2 separate regions of the Macaca mulatta genome follow, and region 1 is linked to region 2. Evidence: chromatin contacts called from public Hi-C data. All regions are on one chromosome and are shown on one strand. The core of a region is the stretch at or near the end of the contact, and the rest is flanking DNA. Distances in the headings are between cores, read along the strand shown. Region 1 holds the start of SLC35B4 (solute carrier family 35 member B4). Region 2 holds the start of LRGUK (leucine rich repeats and guanylate kinase domain containing).

Region 1 (6,661 bases), core at 784-3,283, 180 kb after region 2:
GCTAGGATTACAGGTGTGAGCCACTGTGCCTGGCCGACTTTTTTATATTTTCACATCAACTGCTACCAAAGTGGCCTTCCTTTAAAAGTGTATCAGACTTACAGTTGGATACAATTTTTTTTTGTCATTTTTATATCCCTCACCACCCTCACCCAAGTCAAATAAAAGACCCTCAACCTAAGTCAAATAAGAGACCTTTATCAACACTTTCTGTATAACAAAATTTCAAGCTCCATAACAGCAAAACTTAACCCCATACAGACTTTACCTTAAATAAACTGGTTGCTTCGGGATGACTTAATCAATGATATCCAATAAAATAAACTTCTAGTAGGCACCACATGAAGAACTGGATAACCAAAATCTATGGGCTGCTCAAGTTCAAAACTGGCAGGGAGGTTGAAAAAGGTATTGGACTAGGAGCTTAGATATCTTGGCTCCCATTTCTGGCTCTGCCACTTACAAGCAGTGAAAGGTCACCTAACTTCTTTGGACCATTTCCACTTCAGTAAAACAGTTTATAATTCTTGACCTATCTTCTGCACAGGATTGTTCGGATGATCAACAGAGATACAAGCTGAGTATCTCTCATCTGAAAATCTGAACTCTGAAATGCTCTAAAAAATCTGAAACTTTTTGAGCACTGATATGATATTACAAGTGAAAAATTCCACACCTGACACCTTTGCTTTCTGATAGGTCAGTGTATACAAACTTTAATCCATGTACAAATTATTAAAAATATTGTATACAATTACCTTCAAGCTAAGGTTATGTGTATAAGAAACACAGACGAATTTGTGTTTAGATTTGGGTACCATCCCTAAAATATCTCATTATGTATATGCAAATATTCCCAAATCAAAAAAAAACGAAATACAAAACACCCGTTCCCAAACATTTTAAATGAAGGATACTCAACTTGTAATGTATAGATTCAGAAACACGAGCTGGAAAACACTATAAGTATTGTTTTACTGCCAGGAAAAGGAGGCCCAGAGAGGCTAAGTGACTTGAAGGGCTACACAGCCAGTGGATGACGGAGCCAAGAGTGAAATTTCACAACACAGCTTTTTAGTCCTAGAGCCTTTTCCACACCACCTGTTGTCTCTTCTGTAATAGCTTCTATCCACTGAACTTTGCACATTCAAAGCGACCTCAAAGAGCCCTCTCGGGTCACTTGAACCAATCTTCTACATAATTTTTTTTTTTTCTTTTTGCAAGCGACCTCAAAGAGCACTCTCGGGTCACGTGGACTGATCTTCTACATAAAAATCTGTTCTACCGCATCATTTATGTATGCACTCATAACCATCTCCAAGGCCAATAAAGCAAATGCTTTGCAGGATGCCGTAATAAAAGTAAAACTTTCTTTGCAGCATGTACAAAGACTCTGTACGTCAAAAACCTCTGCTCAAGTCCAGCCTGTGCCATTTAACAGGATCGAAAAAAGAGCTGGAGTTGGATGGGAAGGAAGAGAGAGAGTGGTTTGGTGAAGGAACCTTGGTTTTGACACTAGCTCTCCGCCGACCTTGGACCGGTTATGTGAAAAACTCTTCAGGCTTCAATCAATCCCCCCCGAATGTGGAAAAGGGGTGACAACAGCAACACCTTGAGTGTTCCCCCCGCAGGAATGCTTTGAAACTGTTAGGCGGGACTGCGGCCGGTGCGCAGTTTTGGGAAGCAGCGCACTCAGCGGGGTCCCAGGCTGCCCAGACAGGACGGATTGTTGGGGGGCTCAGGCCGTCCTGCCCCGGGCTCCGTGGGCGGCGGGGTGGGGCCAGGGCGTGGGCGCGTCCCGGGGGGACCTCTCCTCCGGCTTCCTCCGCCCCGCCCCGGGAGACCGGGTGCGGCCCGAGCGGGTCACTCACCGGGCCAGGAGCTCTAGGAAGATCACGTTACTGCAGCAGCCTGCGAACACCAGGCCCACCGCCAAGGCCGGGCGCATGGCCGGTGCAGGGTTCGGGGAGCGAGCGCACAGAGTAAGCGCCCGCTTATACCGCTACCCCAGGAAGCCGGCCTCCTGCCTCGCCGCAGCGCAGCACATCGCACGGTCCTGGAGAGCCGCTCTCACCGGGAGCGCCGGGTCTCCCCTTCCCCCGCGGTCAACACCGACGCTGCCACCAAGGATCTGTAGTTCGCAGTCAGCCTCGGTCCCATTCATCCGAGGGGGCGTCCGAGCCCCAGCCAGACTACATGTCCCAGGATGCCGTGCACCTTTACGTCAGGCTGCGCCATTCCCGCTTCCGCCAGGCAGCTCAGCCAGAGAAGACGGGGGACGAGGTGCCCGGCATCCCTCGCGCGGTAGGCGGCCGCGGGGCTTGCTGGGAAATGAAGTCCCAAAGGTGACTGTTTATTGCGAGAACGCCCAGAGCGCAGAAAGTAACTCGGCCGCCAGGGTCACAACAAACTTGCTGGCAGCGGCGGCACTAGAACTACAGAGATGTGACTGCTTGTTATAGATACCTTCTAGCATCTGAAACAACTCTGCTTCTTGAACTAAGTGGAAGTAGAAATTCATCTGAACTTACCTCTCTACCTCTGGTAAAGAATAGTGGGACTCAGAGGGTCTGAGGTTGAATCTTGGCTCATCAGCGCTGCTGTCTCAGGCTACTTCTCTGAGCCTCAGTCTCACCTTTGGTAAAGAGAGGATCGAGAATGCCTATCTCACCTGGAGGTTGTGAGAATTAAAATATATGATCTCTGAAAAGCCTAACATACTAAGTGTATTGCTTTTATATTATCATTCTTAATGAGGCACCCAGGGCACTAATTGACTCTGTTAGCAACTCTATTAGCAACTCTATGGTGAGGACTCTTTCTTTTCTTCGCTTTCTCTCTCTAAGAACCAACCTTCCTTCCTAGCTTGCTTCCTTCCTTCCTTCCTTCCTTCCTTCCTTCCTTCCTTCCTTCCTTCCTTCCCTTCCCTTCCCTTCCTTCCTTCCTTTTTTTTTTAATTTTAATTTTTTTCACCCGAGACACAGTGCCCCCAGAACATGTACCCCAGGACTTTCTTTCATTCATTGTTGTAATGTGCCAGCACTGTTCAGACTCAAGACGGGTGCTCATTAAATACTGAATTTCACAGGTAGTAGGCATTCTATTCATGTTAGTTCTTCCTACTCACCTTTTTAAGGCAGCAGTTCTCAAATTCTAGAATGCATTAGAATTAAAACGTGGAGTGCTTGTTAAAAATACAGGTTTCTAGAGCCCATACACAAGGATTTTGACTTGGTAGGTCTAAAGTGAGACCCAGTAATCTGCACTTGATAACGAGTACCTCAGATGATTCCAGTGTGATCTCCCAGCCACGGGGGAAAAAAGCATTCCAAACTATATTGCAGATCTCGAGAAAGACTTCAGAGGGTTCATGTCTCACAGGAAATAGCAAAAACAATATAACATTCCAAAATTCTACCTAGCTTTGTACCGTGTACTTTGCTATTGCTGTTGGATTCTATTCAATGGAAATATTTGGTGTGGTAAAACACTAAGCAGTAATGCTAACCTTTTATAGTAGACACTGGGAAGCAGAAAGGAAGTGTAAACATGTTTCCATCAAAAACTAGTCTTGCTGGGTAGATGAAGTGTGCATACCTATTTTACAAATAAAGAGCAGTGGGTCACTAGCTTATGTACATAATATGTGCTTAACAAACACTTGTTGATTGAGTAAATAAGAGTCAAGTCGAATGGCTCAGATTGAGTGCTATGAGAATACCCCTGTAAGAAGAAGGAAGTGTGCCTTCTTTTCACCATTAAGATCTGATGGCTGATACAGGCATTTTTGCTGGTAGAAGTGCCTGGACATTGGCAGTTTTCAGAGCCCCCAGGTGATTTGACTGTGGCCCGAGCGGAGCGGGGCCAGCTAAGTTTGAGAACCACTGAGGTAAAGGAAGGGAGTACCTTAAAGAGCTAAGATTAAGGATAATAGCAATGGATCATCTTTAAGACTGCACCTCAGTCTAATTGAATCAGAATCGCTGGGGGTGGGACTTGGCTATCAGTCATCTTTAAAGCTCTCCAAGTGATTCCAATGTACAGATGTGGTTGAGAGCCACTGCTTTACTTGAATTCTCAGTGGTTCTCAATCCTGGCAGCATAATAGAGTCACACAAGATATATGTGTGTGTATATATGTATACACACACACACACATACACACAAACACATATATATACACACACCAATTATATATATACACACACACGTGTATATACCGGTTATATTCATATATACATATATATACACACACACACACATATATATAACTGGTATATATACAGGTATATAGTAGTGCCAGTTCTACTTCAGACCAAATAAAGCAGACTATCTGGGAGTGAGGCTGAAGCAATGATACTATCTCCACCTTCACTATAGATAATCCTACCAAGAGGAAGGCTGATCTGGATTTTCATCTGGATTTCATTAGAGGAGATTTCTCTTCACACAGACCTTCATTTTCCATATATGCCAAGAATTTCGAAGCCCTTAAAGGATGTTCTAAACATTTCTCATTACATCTCAGATAAAAACCAAAGCATGCCTAAGTGATTGAACAAGAAAAAATGGCCTGAGTACTGTAGTATCTACACAAGTTCTGTATCTTCCTTCCTTCCTTCACATTTCTGTCTTGACCTACTGCAGTGAGTAATTTAATGTGCATGTTAATCACCTGGGAATCTTATTAAAATGCAGATTCTGACTCACTAGGCCTGCAGTGTGGCCTGAGATTCTGCATTTCTAAGAAGCTCCCGGGTGATGCTGATGCTACTGACCTGTTGACCGCAGTTGGAGAGCAGAAGCCTGTAAAATCGTTAACTCTGAAGACCTCTCTATCCTCCCCTCTGATTCGCTTAGAGAGCTTTTGCTAGCAAACCCGTCCTCAGACCAAAATCATGCTCAAAGAAACTAACTTATCTTTCTTCCTCCCTCATTTTACCATCAACTGTCTTTAAAGAGTAATCTATATTTGTAGTCTTGTTAAACCTCCAATCAGCTTCTTAAAGTACTCTGATCAATGTCAGGATATTAAAAGTAGTCCTGTTTAGAGCCGTGATGACTTTTTAATTGTCAACACCATATATCACAGTCTCACCTTACTTTTTACAATGAAAACCCATTATTTCTGGACATTCTCTTGTCCCTCCGTTTATAAGACATGAGTCTCCTGTTTCTCTTCTGACTTCTCTGACTTACCCTTGCCAGTTTCCTTAATGGGCTCTCCTCCTCTGACCGCTGGGTTCGCCTTTCAGAGTTCCATCATTTATTCCCTCCTCTTATTGCCCTGCACATGTTCTCTTGGCAATTTCACCTGTGGAACTTCCACCATTACCATACGGAACAGTGATCCTATGTGTATGTCTATGTACAGCCCCCATTTCCCTGTGTCCTCAACCAAAATTTCCAGCACCTTTGGAATGTTCACTAATATTTCCCTGTAAACCCCTCACCATCAGGGCATACACATTTCATTACCTACCCTCCCTAATAGGCCTTTATTTCTATTAAGAACACTGTACTCTACTTCTTCTCTTTGGGAAAAACCTGAAAGATTTACATCTTCCTCTTTTTTCCACTGCACATGTATTTGCTCTTTATATCCCGTCGGTTCCACCTCACAAGTATCTCTAGATTCCAGCCTTTCTTTTCCATTCCCATTGACATCCACTTCTCCTCCTGTAAAGGCCTCCTAACATCTTGATACCTTCAGCCTCTGTGTTCTTTAACCCATCCTTCCTGCTGCCTCCAGGCTGATTCCAAAAACCCCAAATCTTCATGTCTCATTGCTATTCCAATTGTGTAGTACAACATAACAAACCACCCCAAACTGTAGTGATTCAAAGCAAAACAAACAAAGAGAAAAACCCAAACACTGTATTTCTCACTCAGGTTCTGTGTGTTGACCATGCCCAGCACACAGCTACTCTGTCCTCTGTTTGGATTCTCATGCAGTTGCAGTCAGATGTGGGCTGGGGCTGGAGTTCACTGAAGGCTCAAAAAGGTTGATCCCCGAGATGGCAGGAGCAAGTCTCTTAACATGGTGTCTCTTAGGCCATGCTTGCTCACAACATGGTGGATTCAAGATAGTTGGAATTCTTAAATGGTAACTTATTTCACCTAGAACAAACATTCCAAGATATTAAGGCGGAAGCCGTGGTGGCCTCTGAAGTCACACAGTGCCACTTGTGCCACACCCTATTGATTCTGTAGGACCAAGCTTGATTCACTGTGGGAGAAAAGTAACACAATCATCAGTTGTGTCTGTGTGGGAGGAACGTCTTTGAAGTCTAGCTATATACAGTGTTCCTTGATTCCTTGTGTAAAAGTCACACTTAGTAGAAGGCATATAAACATCACAGTCAAGCCTCAGTTTACCTCTTTGGTTTTATCTTGTGTCATTCTCCCTAGAGCTACCTGGGCTCCACTCACATAAACTCACTCTCTTCTCTGAGTTTACAGTAACTTTCAAAATTCCTACCTGTGCATATGCTGTTCTGTCTGCTTGGACTATCCTTTTCTCTTTAGCCAACTCCTGTTCATCCTTTTACAGTGGCCAGAGAGGACAGTAGAGTGAGTAGATACCTCTACGTTGTGCAGGAGGAAGGTGCCATACTAAGATGTCATTTTTCTGTGTGTAGCTTTTCTTTCCTCTTTTCTT
Region 2 (7,313 bases), core at 4,778-7,277:
TTTTTAATTGTTTGGAGGCTGCAGAGTCTAGGCACTCCTCTCTGAGACAAGCATCCTGATCATTTCATTCCAAACACTCATCTGCACAGATGTCATTTCACTTAGGAGGAATGAAGTGGCAGATGCATTTGGCATAATCACCACAAAGATAAGTTTGTGAGCAGTTATACATGTTTATAAAGCATACCACTATGTGCAGGAGACTTTCAGCAAGAAAGAGAAACACGCTTGTGGGAGAAAAGTAACTGAGGAAGTTTGGATACAAGGTATAAATAAAAGTTCTATAAGGTGCCTAAAAGGTACGGTAGATCACAGGCAACAGAGTCTCCTATTAACCTCATGGGAGAGCATCATCTGTGTGTAATAGACGTCACCTAAGACCGGGAGTTATAAGGCTCCTGCCTTCTCCTCACTGCTGTCAGGACCTCTAGCTGTGCCCATCTTTTCTTCCTTTGTTTTAACTCTCATCTCTAGATTCTGCTTAGACATTTGACACGATTTCCTCCTTTTCCTCACTCATGTCCCTTTTCTTACAGGAAGGCAGTACCCTCGTCCTTCTTCCGACTTGCTGTGAGCAGAGTTTATTTCTATATTATTAATAATTACTTCTCAGAGACTTCCTGCAGCACAGCCCAGCCAGCCTCCTCCCCTTTATCTCTATTGCTTCCCCTTCCCAGAATGCCCACTTGCTTCTCCTCTTTCAGGGTCTCGCTCAATTCTTACCTCTTCCCTAAAGCTCCTGAGCAATGCTGTCTTGGGACAGATTTGACCCCAACTGAGATTTTTCTCTTAACTCCCCTGGACTGGCTCAAGCATTGCATTATCTGAGTCCAGGAGTGAGCCCTGTCTGCCAACAGTGGTAAGGGGAAAGTGATGGCCACTGCTGCCTCCAATTCAGTCCCTCCGTGAAGACCTGTAACATAACTCCAGACCAATCAGGTGGAACCTCTCTCCTCTTGTATACTTTTAACTTACATGTTTGATGTAGGTGTCCTGCTGCTCCAACCGTAATGCAAATCCCTTGAATAAAGAGACCAAGACTTTAACTTTTTCTGTATCCCCAGTGCCTGAAACAGCCCTCTCTGTGTAGTAGGGCCTTATAGATTGTATGACCAGTCGGTGATAGTGGTGACTTGGGTGTTACCTGTGCTTTATATCAGAGCCTGCATGATTTGCTTTTCCGTAAAGCAGCACTGTTCCACACTTGTTCTTAACTAGATGAATTGTGTTGCTACTTTTGAAGTGTATGTGCTCTGGCAGGATTTCTCGAACCTTTCATGTGTCTGTCTTCTATTTGCTCTTCTTTCGGTTTTTATTATTCAGCGCCACTGGGACGCTTTAGTTATTAAAACTTGTGTCTCTCAAGCACTTCTTCCTTTTACCACCTCCTGTAATCACAGGAGTGCCTAGACTCTGAAGGCTCCCAAGAATTAAAAAGACACAAACTAGCACTCAGAGGGGCTAACAGGACTCATTTAGAGTCAGACCTTAGCAATTACTCATAAATTTCTTCCTGAATTTCTCCTGGTCGTCTTTGATCTCCCGACTGTCCTAGTGTAACATTCTCAAGTTCTCATATCTTCATCCCCAAAAGATTTCACACAGTCCCTTCTGGTCATCATTTTAATCATTTTGATTTTAAGTCTTTGTGACTTCCCTGATGATATGCAGTTTTGTGTCTGCTAAGATAATCCGAGCTAGAAATTCTCAGAAATCCTTATCTAGTCCTGTGTTCAGATTTTATTCACAACATGATGCTTGCAATTCCTTTACAACAATTCTTCATTGGCTTAACTTTTTTTTGCCTTGGTCTCTGAGCTTTTAAGATTATCTTTTCTTGGACTGCAATTTTTATCTTTGATCTCAACACCAGTATCTGATCTGGGTTTTCTATTATTGGGGCAACCTCCAAAGCGTCTTTGATAATCTGTTAGGATGGATATTATTTGGCTCAGTCGAATTCTGCCTAGATTTTATCAGATCTTATTAGCGCAATTACTTATGACAATTATATTCTGAATGTAGCTGATTTCTGCAAAGGTAACACCTGCATTCCTCATCCGTTGTTGGCTTTTCCCAACTTTATAATCATGAGGCTCTAAGTGTTTGTCTAACATTTTAAAGGGCCCCTCTCCACCATACTGGGTCAAGGCTCCAGGTGAAATTCTCATAGCTCCTATGTTTTCCCTCCTTAGCCCTTATGACAAATAAAACGACACGATTATTGGTGTAATTGTTTGCTTAATGTCTATATACCCACTAGGCTTTTATGAGATAATAAGCTTTCTTTTCTTCTTCCTAGACAGGGATAAGAGACCATCAAAGGATAATAAGTTAATTCATCAAATTATCTCAAATTTAAGGTTCTCCTCCATAAAGTTTTACTGAAGCAGTTGAGTGGAAGCACAGCATTTAGATTAAGGATGTAGGCTGGGAAACCAGACTTTGTATCCGAGTCCTAGTTTTGTCACTATTTGACACAGTGGATTGAAAGTTACATGACCTCTCTATGCCTATTCTTCCTCATCTATAATATGGGAATAATAATATTAATCTCTAGGGATTAAGTGAGTTTATATATGTAAAGCACTTAGTTGGCATTTAGCAATTACTCATAAATATGAATGTAGTTGTGTTTTAATTGTTATTATTATGTTAATACTAATGGTGCCTTCTATTGTCTATCTTCTCTCTTCATTTCAAGGTGTTCTGTAAAAATTTCAGTGTTCCATAAAAAATCACCATGAGTTGGAAGTGTTGCCATCTCAACTTGTCTGAGAAGCACTGTTTGTCCTTGCACAAAAGGGGTGTAAGTATGTACAGGGGAAGGGGACGCACATTCTTTGCCTTGCCCAAGGTCCACACTCCTAGAAAGGCATTCTTTCCAAATATAGGCAACAGAAGGTGTGCCTGGCCTCCTCTTTCCATTCTGAATGAGGTTAGGTGCTGGCTCCAGACTGGGGGAACAACTCAGTTGCACACAGAAGAGTTTGAGGTAAATAAGAGTTAATAATAACACCAACGCAAAGATATCATGAAGTTGAAGCTGGAGTCAGCACCCTCTTTCCAACTTAAGCTCTTTACCCCTTTGGTTCTCCCTCCAGGACAGCCTATCCTGGATGCCTTCTCAAAAAAGGCACTCTTGAGTATCATCATGTCACTCCTCTACTTTCTCCTTCCTCTCACCCAAGGTGGCAAGGATCCAGTGCTATCACAAAAGACCCTGCTCTCCAGAACAATCATATCCCACTGTCTTTGCCCACCTCACTTAATTCCCTGGTCAGAGAAACCTGAGGTCTTCCTGCCTGCTCCAACACACACACACACGCACACACACGCACGCACGCACGCACACACGCACCCCATTCTCACTCTCTCTTTCTCCCATTTTTAGAGTCTCACCAGGGCCAGGTTCTCTATGCCTTATGATAAGTTCCTGAGCAACTAATTCATACTTTTGGAGAAAGAAGAGTATTAATGGTTAATTTTAGGAGCTTTGGATCCAGGAAGACCTGAGTTGGAATGCCACTTTAGACACAAATTTTGTAACTGGGCAATTGCTTACCATCTTTGGGCCTCTTTCTTCTCCTTTGAAAATAGGGATGTCAATCCTATTTCAGAGGGTCGTTGGAATAATTAAACGAGATATGCGTACAGCACTTAGAACAGGCCTGGTTTACAGTAAACAATGAATAAATGGAAGTGATTATTGATGTTTTTGTACTAATCAGAAGAGTTTAGAGTAAATAGCTCCTCCCCTCACCTCCTCTCCCTCTGTCTAATTCTGTCTTCTCTGCCTGATGAAATAACTTGTTTTATGGATACAATGCCTTGTAATTCGATGCCCAGAATCCCACAGTAGGGATTCTATTAGTAAAAGTCCAGCCTAGTGAGCAGTTTGGTGAACTAGCATGAGCAAAAACTGAGCAACAAGAGGTCTAGACTCCAATTCCTGCTCTGGGGCTTACAAGCCAGGCAGTTTGGGGCAAGTCATTAGCCCCTGAAGGCTATTAATTTCTTCTGTAAAAAGAATTGGGATAAGATGGACTTGTAGTTTCATTCTGATTTTTATATTTTATGGTTATATATGAAAAGGTTTTTCTTTGAATGAATTCTTTCATTAATACTTAAAAAACCTCGACTGATGTATTTTTTCTTCTGAGACCTCTTATTGCATAGCTTTATCTTGACTCACATTTTTTTTCCACAGGCAAAAGTGGTAGTTGAAGGTGGACTGTGGAGTTGGTCATTCTAGGTCTGGACTTCAGTACCACCACTTGGCTTTTGACCTCTCTGAGTTATTTAACTTCTCTGAGGCTCAGTGGTCTCATCTGTCTAATGAGGATAGACAGAAGGTGGATATGAAGATGAAAGGAGGCAGAATTCTTAGACCATATGACCTCGAAGGCTATAGTTTGATTGCCCTGTGGGACATTAACCAGTTTTGTCTACAACTTGGCAAACTTATTTCAGAATGTCTTTTCTCATGGACTGAATACCTAATTACTATCTTCCTGATTTCTTCATTAATTAGTGAGTCGAATAGAATCTTTCACATGTGCTTCATTCTATTTTTTATATAAGAATGCTGTTTTTAACTTTTTGAAAATTATTCTTTGACTGCCTTCAGACACTCTCCTCAGTAGACCGACATTGGTGAAACTCGCTAGAAATGCTGATTAAGTTACTGAAAAAAAGAAAAACGATCGAGATTTACATTTTTACACTTTCTGCCTGATTCTTCCCTATGTCACTTAGCCAAAGCCAAGCCCTACAAGGGTTAAGCCCTACAAATTCCCTTGGAGGAATCTCTACTTATTGGAAAAAGAAATAAGCAAAAAGCAAGATGAGCCTGGCAGAAAGAGATACTTTGCTTATGGCCTTTACGTTTATGACTAGCAAGATAATGAAGGAAGGTAATTCTGAAAGCTTTATGTCAGTTTTAACGGCCCCTCAAGCACTGAGAAAGATAATAGTCAATGGATGGTGTCCATAAGGATTTTTTCTCCTTCTCCCCTGACAGCCATTGACAGGATCATTTTGTATTTGCAACTGCTGTCACTGAAGCGTGCAGAAAAGGCCCTGTAAGGCCAGGAGGATGAGGGTTACTTCCCTGCAAGGATCTCTATTGTCATCACTATGGCAATAATAGTTACTATAATTTTCATTCTGCTTTTCTATAGAGTGTCGACTTTGTGGAGCTTAAGGCTATGGGATTCGGGTCACATAAAATCACACTAGCATAAAATCACGCTTTGTTATCTTGCAAGAGTAATTTTTTAACTGCAAAGAAAGCCTATGCAACAATATTAAAATAATTGCCAATGCAGGTCACTTGACTAATATAATTATTTATGGGATGCTAATAGCTTTTCAGACGCTTTCAGATACAGTGTCAATTTGACAGCAGTTTTTTCTCTCTCTGTTTGGATTGTTAGACCACTGCCAGTTTTTCTCCCCAAGGACAAGGCTTATCATTGGGGGGTGGGGGTGGGGAATGTAAATTAATTGGAAATCAGCTCTCAGGCGTCGTCCGGTAGTTTCTCTTTATTATCTGCAATTAAATCATAAGGACAGGAACCATGCCTTCTATTTCACTTGTATGCACCCTCATCTCCTAGCATCGCGCTCTGCATAAATTTCAACGGTACTAGCTTTCCTACAGTCAGCTTTAGACACATTAGACACTTCCAAAGTACGACTCTGCGGCCCTTTGAGAATGAAGCGGGAACGTGGCGCACCTGCGATCCTAACGTGGGATGACAAAACTCTAAGAGGGGTCTCAGGGTAGGGAGGAAACGGCGGGAGACAAAGAAAGGGGGTATAGCGAAAAGAGGTGAAAACAAGAAAGAGAAGCGAACAGAACGGACCAAAGAGAGAAAAATAACAGAAGAGGCTGAGAAAAAGAAAAGTCAAGTGGAGCTCCCAATGCCCCGCCTGCAGAAGGCGAGCTCGCGCGGAGGAAACTACAGGCACCAGAATCCCCCGCGGTTCCCCTTGCCGGGGGTCAGTCTCCTAGGCAACCCCGCTAAACAAGATGGCGACCCCCAAGAGGGCTCTCGTGAGGACCAGAGCTTCCTCTCTCCTGAGAGGCTTGGGCAGATCCCGAACTGGAGCCCGATCGTTACAGTTTCGTTCAGAAAAAGAGCGTCAGCCTTGCTGGCCTTCTTTTCCCATGGGGCAGAAGACGAAAGGCAGGTCTAACAGAGCCTCCTCCCACCTGCTCCAGCAGCTCATGCACCCGGATCAGGAGCTGGACGTGGACGGAGACGAAGACCAGAGCGAGGGCGAGGCGGGATCCGAGGAGTCCTCAGAGTCCGAAATGCTGAATTTGGAGGTGTGTCTTCCCCCCGACTCCTCACTCCCTGGCTTCCTCGTCCAGCCGTCAGGGCCTGCTACTTCAGCAGCAGCTCCCTGATGCACCCCCACCAGCCCGAAGTTTCCCACACCTTGTCAGGCTCTCTCGCCTCCAGGAACGCCTCTTCCCCCACTTTTCTTCCCCTGTCTGTTACCCCATTTTCTCACCCCCTGCCTGAAATAGCTCTAAATATCTCCTTTCTTTTTTCATTAACACATTTGATTTCTTATGAGTCAAGTTAACACAGCGTCACTTTGAAAGAGTGTCTAGATAATTGTCTGGGAATTATGGCTTTAGCTTTTTCAAAATTATACTTTGACAGTCTTGTGAATAGGCAGAGTTCATCTCTGACATTGCCAGCACCTGTTGCCCATGGCTATGACATACTTCCACACTCTTCCTCAGTTTTAGTGCCGTCAGCCTCTCTCCAGGGAAAATAATAATAATAATAATAATAATAATAATAATAATAATCCTCTTTTGAAAGTGCTTCTTCAAAGACTAAGTGACTTAAAATTTGAATACATTACTTCTGTCAGGGGCATATGCCTTATACAAGCAACATGCACACACACCAGAAAAGAGCCCTAGAATGTTCAAACAGTCAGCTCATTGTGGGAGTATTTTAGGATGTGGGGAATGTTTCCATCATCCCACCTGTATTGACTGGGGTGGCGGCTTCACGTTTCACGTAACTGCTGATTCGATTCCCTCCTTTCTACAATACCTCTTCTGACCACCGCACAATTCCTCTTCTTTCTTACGCTTATTGTCGTCCTTTTCCTTTCTTAGTCCACTGCTGTCTTCTTGTCCTTTTTCACTTCTTATCACATCCCTTTTTTCTCTTGGCTTCCAATAAATTACTTTCTTTCAGAAGCGTAATTTAATTTGCTTCCTTTCTATTTTATTTATTTGTTTTTTGAGATGGAGTCTCATTCTGTCACCAGGCTGGAGT

Evidence for each region. Hi-C and Micro-C count contacts between places; a contact is called where the count stands out from the background.
Region 1: a Hi-C map of fetal cortex germinal zone shows a contact between it and region 2, with 1.7 times the contacts expected there. The contact joins the promoter of SLC35B4 here to the promoter of LRGUK in region 2. A contact is called at or near these places in 3 of 14 Hi-C or Micro-C datasets (cortical neurons, fetal cortex germinal zone and fetal cortical plate).

Annotation. Positions count from the first base shown.
Region 1 is chr3:174,006,036-174,012,696 of T2T-MMU8v2.0, forward strand. SLC35B4 (solute carrier family 35 member B4) reads right to left here and starts at 2,034. Exons shown (of 10, transcript NM_001257677.1): 1 at 1,872-2,034. The coding sequence starts at 1,948.
Region 2 is chr3:173,821,081-173,828,393 of T2T-MMU8v2.0, forward strand. LRGUK (leucine rich repeats and guanylate kinase domain containing) reads left to right here and starts at 6,028. Exons shown (of 20, transcript XM_001100217.5): 1 at 6,028-6,337. The coding sequence starts at 6,038.